Regions from separate parts of the Mus musculus genome. Here region 2 is linked to region 1. A link is a contact called in public HiCAR-type data. All regions are on one chromosome and are shown on one strand. The core of a region is the stretch at or near the end of the contact, and the rest is flanking DNA. Distances in the headings are between cores, read along the strand shown. Region 1 has its middle 35 kb from the start of Esr1. Region 2 overlaps Syne1 (spectrin repeat containing, nuclear envelope 1).

Region 1 (6,962 bases), core at 472-2,971:
TTGTGCTGAAAGAATTCTTCCTGTGAAAGTCATGGGGTGGCAGAGTGAAAGACTGCATTTATTTCCGTTTCTTACTCTGCAAATGTTCCTCCACTGGGCTGGTGCTTAAGAAGGCTGTGTAAATTAAATAGGACCATCGGTTCTCTGAGAACCAAGACTACATCATGAAACTGTAACTTCAAAACATAGGCTCCCTCTGCTATCTTCCATATATAGGCTTGGCAAGATCCAAACGTAATACATAAAGCTGGAGTGCCACTGTTTAAAATGGTGGGGATTGGTATGTGTCGACCACCACAACCTGGCAAAGGCATCATGGAAATAGGAAATAGTGATAATACACACACAAGCGTCTATCTACTACCCACTGTGTGCTGGTGGTATGCACAGTTTTAGACCCAGGAATCTTTGCTCTAGGAATCTCCTAAAAGCAAAATGCAGGCAGAGTCTTTGCAGAGGAAGTGAAGACCTAACCTATGTGTTATTTAAAACAAAACAAAACAAAACAAAACAACGACTTGAATAAGTTCCAGTGATTACATGTACACTGTATGTCATTGCACTGAATTAATGCTGAGGAGATACACTTAAAAGGATATATAAGGTAATCAAAAGTTGAGAAATGTAACTCAGGGTTGACAATATGGCTACTTGGTGAGTTAAGACACCTGCTGCCAGGAATGAGGACCCAAGTCCAAGGCCCCAAAGTTGCCACATGGTGGAATGAGAAAACCGACCCTTGCAAGTTGTCTTCTGATGCGTGCAATGCACACGCAACATCAATAAATTAAAATGTAATATTTTTAAAAGCATAATAAGTGATACACTGTATTGAAAACTATAAAACAACTCCATACAAAGAAATCAGGCAAAATCCACATTAAAGGTCTTCAAGAGATAACTGTGAAGAGGATAGGATTTGGCAAGAGCTTAATTTTTCCTTACTTCTTTTTACAACTAAAATTCTTGTGTTTCTATCTGATAGAATGAAAATAAAGAAAATATCTAGAGCCGGGCATGGTGGTGCACACCTTTAATCCCAGCACTCAGGAGGCAGGGGCTGGCAAATCTCTGAGTTCAAGGCCAGCCTGGTCTACAAAAGTGAGTTCCAGGACAGCCAGGGCTACACAGAGAAAGCCTGTCTCGGAAAAAAACAAAAAAAAAACAAAAAACAAAAAACAAAAAAACAAAACAAAACAAAAAAACAAAAAAAAAGAAAATATCTAATATGGGGGACCTTTGGGATAGCATTGAAAATGTAAATGAGGAAAATACCTAATTTAAAAAAAAAAAAGAAAATATCTAATAAAAAAAAGTCGATTGTCCCACAGGGCTTATCATTTGACTCCTTGTATAAGATCCAGTTGAGGCCTTTGTAAGAAAGTTTTAGTCACTGTATAATCAATAACCGGACTTTTGGGCCTGTACAGTTCAGGGAGTCTCATGAACTTTGGATAAGGAAAAAAACTGTCTTCATTCTTCCTAACTTTTAACTGGAATTTGTCCAGTTAAAAGAATGTGTCCAGGAGCTGTCTCTCCCTTGCTTGTCTTTCAAATCACGCATACTTGATGATCCTTCCTTGAAATATATTTACTTACCACTAATTTGAAATTAACATTATATCCTGGTCTTCTTCTTCAGTTAGGAACACCACTCTGGGAAGACGTTCACAGCCTTCCCATGACAGTCCAAATGGTCCAAGACATAAACTAAGTCCAGATGAGGGGTGTGGTCCCCTGAGTCACCCAGTATAAAGAGTCACTTGGGAAAGCAGGTGGGGAATGTTTGCACTAGAATTTCTATGACAGAAGAATAAACTTGGTCTTAAGCTGAGGTTTATAGAGTCCTTTATTCTGTAGCTGTCCTACCCTGATGAATGGAGAGAAGAAAGTTGTAAAATTGAGCACTGTGTGTATGGGAAGGTGAATATGATTATTAAGAATAAAGAGAAAAGTGAAAGTGCATTTTTGAGCGGTTGCTACATTTTGGAGATGAACACAGGTAAGAAAGCAGAAGGACACATGGCCCTTTCGAATGACGCTCTCTCGGGAGATTATGGAAATCAGACACCGTATTTTCTGTTCTCTGGTGCCTTCATAGACAATGAGTCCTTGTCAGGAGTGGCCACTGAAAGCAGGAACCATCAAAGGACTTCAGCAGAGTTTTCTCTGCCAAATCTGTCATTTACAAGATGACAAGGATGGCTTCGCTCTTAGACCAGTTTCTTCATTTTATAAAGTGCTCTGTGGTTTGTAAAAGTTAATATAAGCAAATATATGGTAACAGTCCTAATAGAGCTCTCGGCATGTGCAAGCTTGGATGGACGGCTCCCCTTTCCTATCTTTTCTCTCTGCTGTAAGCCATTAACAGTCCATCTCGTACACTCAAGCTTAAAAGAATTAAAGAATATATTAAGAAAACATTGATTTTTTTTTCTCCTTGAGTCAAAAGCATAGCACTTTAAACTCATTATATCAGGTACAGTACAATGTTGGCATGAAGCTAAACTAAGAAAAATTATGATTAAAATTCAAATAGAGCATTGAGGTTGTGCTGGGGGAACAGAATGAGGAAAAATTACCGAAAAGGGAGCCTGTAATTTAAAACTGTCAGTCAAAGGGAATCGTGACATCGGCAAACAGTTTGCTGGGTTCCACACAGGACTCTTGTGGTAAGCATGCATGTGTGCCAGTCCTAGGGAAACCCAACTGAATTTCTCCATCTCTTTCCTTGGTGCTTTATTCCTTACGTAATGGTCTCTTAATCTTATCGCCAACGTGATGGGGAAGGGTATTTCTAAATGCAAAGAAGCGAATTTTAAAAATATTATATTAGGTTCACTTAATGTCTGATGTGGAACTCTGAAAAACCCAGTTACAAAATCGAGTGGAAAGTGAAAATATAGGATAATACTGTCTCTGCATGGGAGACTGAAGCTTCCTCCTGTCCATTCTGATCTCCGAGGGAGGGGTTGCCCAGGAAAGATCACGGAAATGCTAAGGGATAGGATGAACGCCTGACCTCTCTTCTACCTCGCTCTACACCCAGCAAGCGGTGAGCACCTCTCCGGGGAGGAGGCAAACGGATTGTTTCCTGAAGCAGTGGGCAGAACAACGAAAGAACTGACAATATTCCGACTTATGCTTCCAAAGAATTTTCTAGAGAATATAATTCTTTCTACGAAAACTGCAGGACTCTAAGGAGAAAGGACTCATACCGTCAAGAAGAAAGTGCTGCCACCTACAGGAAAAAGACCAAACTAGCGTCTGTAGGAAAGGGTGGGAGGTGGGGAGGGCAGGGAGAGGAAGTGGCAAGCCTCCAGAGGAACGAAAACTGCCTTCAAAATCTTAAACCTAGTGGATCCTATGTCCTTGCTATCCCATTTCACATACACCAACCACCTGTGGCCAGCAAGTGCTTAAAATATGGGTTGTCTGGCCAAGTCTGTGTTATTCTTAAGCCTAATAGTTTAGTTGATTAGACCACTTTTCAACCCAATAATAAAGCCAACATAGAATTTTTATTTGTTAAGTAAATCAAAACCATGATCAAGAGACTATGTTGACCTTTGACCTTTTCTGAGCACAGACCATTTTCCTGTGATAAAAATTTAGCTTGGAATTGGTGTTCAATAATTAAAGGATGTCGGCTACCACATTCCGGTTCTGAGGTCAGAGCAGTACTATTGTGAGATCTATCACTATGTCTTGCATTGCTACTCAAGGTACAAAACTGCTTATCAATATAGCAGAATTTGTAAGATTTTATCCAATTTTGTATCTGCTAATTGCCATAGCAAACATTTCAGATGTAAATAACACTTGATAACCAGATATATATCTGACATGTATATATATACATATATATGTGTATATATATATATATATATATATATATATATATATATATATTCAGATATATAGGCATATATATGTTGTGTGTATACATATTACATATGTATGTACATTATATGTACATACATATTTATTCATATATGTGTGTATATACTTATGAAGAGACACCTGCTGTGTTCTTCTTTCCATTAAACACTAATTACAAGGCTTACAATACTCGGGTACCTGGTTTCCTTCTGTGCCAACCCTTGAATAAGTCACTACAAGTTTCTGTACATAACTCTTTAGGTTCTGCTATTAAAGTAAATTTGAGATTTCAAGCTGTTATGCAAGACAATACTTAAAAACTAAGATATGCTTCTAATAATTCCAATATTTTAGTTTACTTTTTCAAATTTCCTAACTTTAAAAATCTCCATTGAAGTCAGACATTTCTAATAAACACTTTGCATTTGACTTGGGAAACGGAATTACTGACAGTACAAAGCAAAAAAGAAGTGATATTCTCAATCATTTTATGATGACTACAAGTTAAAATTGTGATGCTTTAACTGTGCTTTTCGAGTAAAATATATTATAAAGATCAATTTATTAGTATCTCTCTTTTTTTTTACTTTTATAAAATGTAGTCACCAAGACATCCTAAATGACATGTGGCTGACATATTTCTATTGCACAGTGACATTCTAATTGAGTTGAAGTCAGAGAAAGAGATAGGTAAAGTTTGTTTTGCTAACACCGTCACTTCAAGCGACTGTGTCTACAAACAGCCTTTGCTCTCAAAATGAACCTGCCTTTATTTTATTTTTATTTTTATCTTATCTTATCTTATTTTATGGGCAGAGCCTCATTGGATAATACAGTCAAGGTTGAAACTCTTGATCCTCTAGCCTCTGCATGCTAGGTTGATAAGCATATGCCACTATACCCTGGAAGATTAATTGTTTTCTTTTAAGACAGGCTTTCACATAGCCCAGGCTTACTTCAAACTTACTAGGTAGCTGAAGCTAAGCTTGAACTTTTGATCCTCCTAACTCCACCCCCGAATGCTGAGATATCGGGTTTGTGCAATCATTCCCTAGAAAGAAGATTAATTTTTAAAACATGCAGCAAGCAGTTTGAATAGGTTAATATAACACAATTTTTAGAGGAAATAACCTAATTCCATCTTCAGTGATTATCACTGTAACTAATGAATATCTTTAAGTGGTAGGAAATTTAATTTTAATGAATTCAATCACATGATCATTTCTATCAGAATTAATGAACTGCTAACACCTTTTTATAGAAATTCGATTAAAATTTTTCCTGTTCCATTTCTTCCATAAATTTCCAGCATTATTGCTCCAGATTGATACCTTCTATAGATCATAGCTACATCAATCATGAAGGTGATAGATAGATAAATGATAGATATACAGACACATAGATAGATAGAGATGGATGGATGGATAGAGAGAGAGAGAGAGGGAGAGAGAGAGATAGATAGAAGATATACAATGATGATAGATATGATAGATAAATGATATATCAATAGATAAATAGAAGATAGATGATATGCAACAGATGATAGATGATACATAAATGGGTATAATAAATGATAGATATGATAGATAGATGATAGAAGAAAAATAATAGATGATAGATAGATAGATAGATAGATAGATAGATAGATAGATAGATAGATAGATAGATAGACAAATGATAGACTAATATAGACAGATAAATGATAGACAGACAGACAGACAAGTAATAGATATACAGACAATTGATAGATAGACAGACAGACAAATATAGGCAGATAAATGATAGACAGACAGACAGACAGACAGACAGACAAGTGATAGACATACAGTCAGACAAGTGATAGATAAGTAGATAGATAGGTAGATAGATTGATAGATAGATAGATAGATAGATAGATAGATAGATAGATAGATAGATAGATGCCATCTCTCACTGGTTTTTATATTGTAGAACCTACTGTATGTTCTCCTGGGTCCTTTCCTGGTCCTCAATGTCTGAAGTCCTTTTCCACAGTACGAACATATCTGTTACCAAATATGTCATTTTTCAATCTACAAATGCCATGCTTCCCCTTCCTCCTTTCTCATATCCCATTGGTAACATGTTCACCTGTTATCCAACAGGAAAATAAAACAAAACCAATCAGACAGGCCCTCGATTCAGCCACCAAATCCCCACATAACGATACCATGTCCAGCCGTCTGGGTCTGTTTGCCCAAGACAGTCCTTGTGTGCGTACTGAAATTCTTACCTTCCAGGAGCCACCTCAGCCCTACACACAGCAAGACTGTTGGAAGCCCTTCCTGAGTCACTCAGTCTTGAACACAGAGTAGGACTTTAGATTCCTTCCTTGCCAGCCAGGAAAGCAAATCAAGAGGGTGTTGGGTGTTGCAACCACCTCCGAGCAGTCAGTGTGCTGCCCTGCTGACCTTGCCCTCTGTCCTCTCATCCACATGGCTGCCCTTTTCTCCGTTGCCAAAATTCTAGTAATGTTCCAGGCCTCGGTGTCTCTCCAAGACCATGCTGGTTCCCTGAGGTTAAGCTAAATTGTACTTAGCACAGTGTATTTTAATCTTCTGTCTGACCCCCAAAACTCCCACCTTGATGTCTGGCTATTCTTTGAGACTTTTTTTTTTTTTTGCTACATATATGCCAAATTTGTGACTTAATGAAGGTTGTGTGTCTTGAAAAGCCACTGTACTCTTTTTAACTTCCTTGGCTTGGCTTTCTGCCAGCTAGTAGCCCTCCTCTTCTAGTATAAAAAGCAACAACCCGCTGTCAAGATGACATGTCTGTACATTTTTGCAGTACTGGTGAACCTTGCTCTGTTCTTAACCCGTCTAATGCAATGGGTAACACCACTACCGAGTCAGTCAGTAAGCTAACATCTCTGTCAGGACACAGAGACACCTGTGATATAAACACTCAAAACACAACAGCAACAATAACATCCAGAGAAGCAAACCAAAATACTCTCACTTTCCTTTTGTAGGCAGGTGGTGGTTTCTACCTGACATCTATCCTAAGATCACACATGGAAGGAGAGAACTAACTCTACAAAGTTGTCCTCTGACTGCCAC
Region 2 (6,887 bases), core at 276-2,775, 530 kb before region 1:
TCACACTCACTAGGTATAGCCAGTGAGGGCCTTGATCTCCATCTCCCAAGGACTGGGATAACAGGCAGGCACAGCACTTTCCTACTGGGCCCAGCTTAGGAGCTAATGGTTGTGACTTACAGTGGGTGCTGAGAGCTTGCATGATGGTGTCCCTGCCTTGGTCCCTCCTTTACCCAGTGGGACGTGGATAGAAGGGATAAAAAGAGTAAGATGAGAATGAACAGCCAGGAAAAGAGAAATAACTCAAGCATATCACGGAGGACTTGGATTTGTACCCTGAAGTCACTGGGAAATCCTTAACAGATTCCCTATAGGCAAGTGACTTCCCAGGGTCCCTTTTGATATCACAGTTGTAAGTACCAGCCTCTGGGATGGTTGGATCCAAAGACCTGAATAGGGTTCAATCCCGCTGACAAGACAGGATTTACATCCATCTGAGTGTGAATGGCTTTTACAGGCGTTATCCCACATGGAAGAGTACAATGAAATGCTCGAGACTGTTCGGAAATGGATCGAGAAAGCTAAAGTCTTGGTTCATGGAAACATCGCCTGGAATTCAGCAAGCCAGCTCCAGGAACAGTACATCTTGCACCAGGTAAATTTCAGGGAAAAAAACAAAGTTAAGAGTAAAAACAGTCAGTCTGACTGGGTTAGACCAACAGACAATTTTGTAAAATACCAGATAGGAAGAATGCTCGGGCCCCATCCGGGTGACTCAGTAGGTAATCACCGCCAAGTCTGGTGGTGACTGCAGTTTGATTCCCGGGTCCTACATGGCGGAAGGAGAGAACTGACTCCTGCAAGTTGTCCTCTCATCCGTCCCTAGGCACTGTGGCATGTATGTGCATATATATATTTACATACACACATACATACATACATATACATACATGTATACATATATATGTATATATATACATACATGTATATATATGTGTATATATATACACACACACATATATATATATATGCATATATATGAGAGAGAGAGGGAGAAAGAGAGAGAGGCTGACTTGCTGTTCTGGATTGATCAAAAGTAGCTAAGGATGACAGTTCATGAGACTGTATACAAACATATATATATATATATATATATATATATATATATATATATATATATACATACATATACTCTGTTTTCCTTATAAACGTGTTTCTCTGAGCCTGAAAGCATTCCTCCCTACCCCTGTGGCACTTGTGATTTGTGTGTTATTGTTGCCGCTTTTGTTGTAGACCCTTCTTTGGGAGATGCAGGGAATTCTTTCATAGGAAAAGACACAGGGGAGCGTAGAGAGATTAGAAGCATCACACCCTGGAAGGAGGAGGGTTAAGACAAGCTCTACCAACTGGTACCCTGTGACTTGGAACAAAATACTTTGTCTCTGGGTTCTGCCTTCTCACCCGTAATATGGGAATGCCCAGTAGTGTTCCTGTGTCAGTTGCCTGGGAGCAAACATCCAGCACTTCCAGGTACATGCTGATGCTCCAGGCAGGCCCTGCTTCCTCTAGGCCACAGCCAGGGCTGAGTCATGTGGCTTACTCAGAAGGTCAGAGCGCTGAGAGCAGATCCTATATCCACACCCCAGAGGGACACATTACTTCATTTCCTCTGAACTTAGGAGACAAAAATATTCCTTTTTATTTTGGCCATCCTCTCCGGAAATTATCTCACCCTTCTAGTAAGTTACAGTTGACTTAAATGCACATTTCTAACAGATCTTGCCACAAAATACAGGCTGGCTTTTATTTAGGTTGTATGGGTGTATTTCCCCATAGGACTTATCTTTTAAATAAACTTCCCTTTTTCCTTTTCCCCGAGGTGGTTCTGGATATTGTTTCCTCCTGGAATGTTTCCATGGCTCGAATTCCAGCCCCTATGATCTCTGTCCTCTTCCCAGTCACACACACTCCTCCCAGACACAGACATCTGTACCTCTCAGACGCCTGGATCGTTTGCTCTGTGTGTGTGCTTAGACGCCAACAGACCAGACTTCCTTTACAAACCAGCTGGTAATCAATGGCAATACAACTAACTTCTAGGACTCTGAAGATGCAGTTGTAAGAACAGAAAAGATAAAGGGAATTTTAACTGTCAAGATAATACCACTTAAAAAAAAAAAAAACCCTGCTGATAATTCAGTAAAATCATTTGAAAAGCAATTACAGTAATATAAGCTGGCATTTTATTTCCTGTTCATTTTGCTTCCTGGATTCCTTAACTGGGGCTGTAATCCAAAATGTAGGAAATATTTAAAATGATATTAATAACTGTAGGAGGATTTTATTATTTATGTACTTATGTATGTATATATGTATTTGTTTTGTATGTGAGAGAGGAAGTAAGGAGGGAAGGAAGAAGATGGGGGAGGGAGGGGGAGGGAGGATGAGAGTTCAGGCACACATGCATGTAACAGTCAGAGTAAACCTTCAGGAAGAGAGTCCATTCTGTCCCACTGTAGGATTCTGGGATCAGACGTGGGTCATCAAGCTCACCCAGCAAGCCCGATGACCTGCTAACTGATGGCAGTGTGATGGAACTGTAAAGAAAATTTCAATGTTAGATCATGCTTTTCTAAGATATTTTTGCACATTGTGGAGCATAATGTAAGCTTTAGAAAAAAAAAAAAAAGTCATGAAGATTTTCATTGTAGTTTCAGAAAGCAGACCCAGCAGTGGAAAGCAGGTTGCTGGAGTAGAAGGGGGATGCTTCTACCCTGCAGCAGACAAGGACAGGCCTCTCTCTCATTGAAGAGGGACAAAGGATGTACTAGAGAGAGATAGCACAGCCCAGATCAGACAGTTCTATGTGTGGTTGACATTAGTGTTCATGACACAAACTGCTGGGTGGCTTGACTGAATCCTTAACCAAAGCAAGCAAGCAACCTTAGACTGCTCTGCTTGTCTGCTGCAAAGTCCAGGAGGGAACTCATCCCAGAGGGTCCCCGCCCTTGTGTTTCCACCAGGAAGCACAGATGCCTGGGTTTACCCTTCGACAAATGCAGTATAAGAAAACCCGTGTGTTCAAATGTCCAATGAAAGAGGGAAATCAGGAGACACATTATGCTCTTAACTCCTAAAAATGCCCATATGTACTAGCAATGACATCTTACAGTTTTCCTTTCAGGCATATACAATCTGTAGCCCACAGTCTACACACATCCCAGGGTAGCTATGAACATATTTGTCAGTGAGAGTTGTGTCACGGTGTCACGAGTTTGGACAACCCTGCCTTGGACGTGATATAATAGAGTATTTTTCTTTTTCTTTTTTTTTAAATTGGACATTTTTCTTTATTTACATTTCAAACGTTTCCCCTTTCCAGGTCTCCCCTTCAAAAACCCCCATTCCATCCCTCCTCCCTCTGCCTCTATGAGGGTGCCCCCTACCCACCCACTCCTGTCTTCCTGCCCTGGCATTTTGCTATGCTGGGGCATCAAACCTCCTCAGGCCCAAGGGCTACTCCTCTCACTGATGTCCAACAAGGCCATCCTCTGCCACATATGTGGCCGGAGCCATGGGTCCCTCCATGTGTATTCTTAGGTTGGTGGTGCAGTCCCCAGGAGCTCAGGAGGGTCTGGCCTGTTGATAATGTTGCTCCCTCCATGGGGCTGCAAACCCAGGCAAATGGATATTTTTCTTATATTTATATATATTACATTCACTGTGAAAAGAAAATTGCTTTTCATATCTAAAAATAATCTAACAGAGTAACATACCCCTGTTTTTTATATTCCTCATATATCTCCCCAACTGCACATTCCGTGCTCCCCAACTTCTGTGCCCTGCATACACCATCTCCTCAGTACAAAGTGTCTTTCCCTTCCTCCTCATCTGTTAATGTGCTGATATCTTTCTTGAACCCAGTAGGACCCTTATCTCAACCTACCAGCAAGTTGTCCCACATTTGGGTTGAGTTACCCTTTAATACGTGGCTACCCTTTCATTTTCTTCTCCATATTCCAATGCACGTGTCTGTATATGTTTGTTGTCTGTTTGTATTGTTCTACTGCTGTAAGTCCCAGCAGGCACTGGGCTGAGTGATGAGGGGGGGACTACACTCCCCTCAACATTGCAAGTAGCCTTTTCCTCCCTGTCTTACTTTGAATAAGTAAGCAAAGGTTTTTGTTTGCAAAACTTGTGCTTTTCTTTGCATCTTCCAGCATTCAGATCTTAGTTGTATAACCTAAGAGCTGAATAGGCCTTCTTTAGTGCAAACGTGGGAAAAGGCAGGATCCAAGCAGAGATGTGATCAAGACACAATGTGCCGAAGCATCACCACCGCTGGCTGATAGCTCCGTGTCCTGCCACAAGGCGAGGCAGCCTGGGTGTGAGAGAGCAGGAATCCTTAAGTCCCATACTCATGAACAAGTGGCCTTAGCAAGTTATAAAGATTCCTGGACTTGACCTTGTTGTCTATGTAATGAGGATGACAATGTATATGTAGCCTGTGAGTGGACTCATAGGGGTGAGATGGCCAAACATTGTACCATGTTCATAGTTCTTTTTGATCTTTTCCTAGTCTATTGGGTCTTTCTACTCCTCTATACATATCTGTATTCCCCCTACCCCCGTCCCTGCCTGCATATCCGTTTCACAAATACAAACACTTTACTCTAGACACTGTTAGAAGAATCTGGCGAAATTGACAGTGACCTGGAAGCAATGGCTGAGAAAGTGCAACACCTTGCCAACGTGTACTGCACAGGAAAGTTATCACAGCAAGTGACACAGTTTGGACGGGAGATGGAGGAGTTACGGCAGGCGATCAGAGTTCGTTTGAGGAACCTCCAAGATGCAGCCAAGGTAAAACAAAACACAACACAACAAAACAAAACAAAACAAAACAACCTGGCGTGCTGTCCCGGGGAGAAAGCGCTCACCCATGGTGAGATAGTTTCTTGAATATGATGCAGTTCTTCGGTTATGACTTTGAACTTTAAATGTTCTGATGTTCACTGGGGTTTGTTCTCCAGGACATGAAAAAGTTTGAAGGCGAGCTAAGAAACTTGCAGGTGGCTTTGGAACAAGCCCAGACAATTCTGACTTCTCCAGAAGTCGGGCGCCGTAGTCTCAAGGAGCAGCTGTGCCATCGGCAGGTACGCAAAGGAACCGAGGGAGGCCTGGGGAATGGCTCAGCTTTCACAGTTGTTGTCTTACAAACTCAGCATTGGATCCCAAGAGAACTCACACTAAAAACCTGGGCGTGGCCGATCCAAGCCTCAGGAGGGAACAGTAGGTAGACAAGACCAACCAGGTCTACGTGAGTTCAAGGCCAGCTAGACTGACATAGTGAGATCCTCTATCAGAAAACAAAACTAGTCAGGATGACATGTGCTTAAAATCTCAGTGCAGAGGAGAATGAAATTGGCAGGTCCCTGGTGCTTACTTGGCAAGCTCTGGTCCAACAAAAGATCATGTCTTAAAATTAAAAATGTAAACAGCTGTTGAATAATGGTAGGTGTGTTTGCTGTCCTCTGACCTTCTTATGTATACATATATGTACAATCCTCATTTTGCACCTGCCATTAGGAACTCAAAGGCACATGTGCATTTACCCACACACACAAACACAGACATGCACATGTAATACTTTAGGATGAATGGGGCTAGGGGTTTACATTTTAAAAATAGCCCCAAGAAACATGTTTTCTAAGCCCAGTGATAGTCTTAACATGGATTTGTTGTTTAGAATATATCTTCCTTGCAAACTGTATTGACCCACATTGTCCTGGTAGCTACAATTCAGGAAATGTCTTTGTTTATGTAATACATGATAAAATTACCAAGGGCTTAAACTGTAACATGGCCCCTTTCAGCATCTGCTGTCTGAGATGGAGTCACTGAAGCCAAAGATGCAAGCCGTACAGCTCTGCCAGAGTGCTCTCCGGATCCCTGAGGACGTGGTCGCCAGCTTGCCTCTGTGCCACGCTGCCCTGCGGCTGCAAGAGGAAGCCAGTCAGCTGCAGCACACAGCCATCCAACAGTGCAACATCATGCAGGCAGGTGCAACTGTGCATCCCGTTCAGCCCGGGGGCCCACGCTGGCAGAGCAAAAGCACATGAGTCATGGGCTGCTTTTCTTAGCATTGTGTGGGCTCAGCCATCAAAACACCCAGAGTGCTAAATTTGACAGTCTGTTGTACTTATATAAAATCAAGAGATTAAGACTCTATTATGTGGATCATCCACACAGGACCGGGGAAAGAGCTCTAAAAATTACCTTTAAATGAAAATTATCTTTTGGTGATTTTTTTTAAATGAATGATTCATACACATTAGTTTTGTATGTGGTCATATATGTATCTGAAAAGAATCTAGAGCCTGGTGATATGGGCTTGCAAAGTTTGTATTACACAACAGCATTCATATGTCATCCAATTTGTGTATTTTCTGGCCTAAGAAGGACATCCAAGCACAGCTCTTAATCTTTTGAGGTAAGAAGAGAAAAATAATTCCCATGAAGAAATAATGCTACTTACTATATCTTTTCTTGTAAGAAGTATTCCCCTGATTGATACATAGTTATATCTCATTAAAACAATGCCTGCTCATTTGATCAACCACCCTTGATCACTCATTACCTTGTAATTTGTTTGACATCAGAGCCCCAAGGCTACTGGCCATGCTTAATTAGTATTATCTGGAACTGGAACTCTTGGCTGGTGTCTTGTTATTCAACATTGTTTTAAAATTTGGTTTGCATTTTAGTGTGTGATACATGTACATAATAGATAGTATGGGTGTGTATATGTATCTTAGGTTTTTACTGCTGTGAACAGACACCATGACCAAGGCAACGCTTTTGTTGTTGTTGTTGTTGTTGTTGTTGTTGTTGTTGTTTTTGTTTTTTGAGACAGGGTTTCTCTGTGTAGCCCTGGTTGTCCTGGA

Evidence for each region. HiCAR-type assays count read pairs that join an accessible place to other places.
Region 2: a contact with region 1 is called in a HiCAR-type map of fibro-adipogenic progenitors, with 6 times the contacts expected there. The contact joins two enhancer-like sites. A contact is called at or near these places in 4 of 115 datasets of contacts at active chromatin or transcription factors (the 230-238 cell line, bone marrow-derived macrophages, embryonic stem cells and 1 more).

Annotation. Positions count from the first base shown.
Region 1 is chr10:4,671,445-4,678,406 of GRCm38.p6, reverse strand. It overlaps a transcript of Esr1 not described here. Among named protein-coding and RNA genes, the nearest start is that of Esr1, 35 kb to the left of the region's middle. Within about 2 kb of position 1,721, at least 9 of the 459 cell types and tissues checked have an H3K27ac peak or open chromatin away from gene starts, as enhancers often do. A contact at or near this core is called in fibro-adipogenic progenitors, where this site is marked.
Region 2 is chr10:5,203,164-5,210,050 of GRCm38.p6, reverse strand. It overlaps Syne1 (spectrin repeat containing, nuclear envelope 1), which reads left to right. Exons shown (of 146, transcript NM_001347711.1): 86 at 458-595; 87 at 4,618-4,803; 88 at 4,974-5,096; 89 at 5,817-5,999. Among named protein-coding and RNA genes, the nearest start is that of Gm51757, 120 kb to the left of the region's middle. Within about 2 kb of position 1,525, at least 134 of the 459 cell types and tissues checked have an H3K27ac peak or open chromatin away from gene starts, as enhancers often do. A contact at or near this core is called in fibro-adipogenic progenitors, where this site is marked.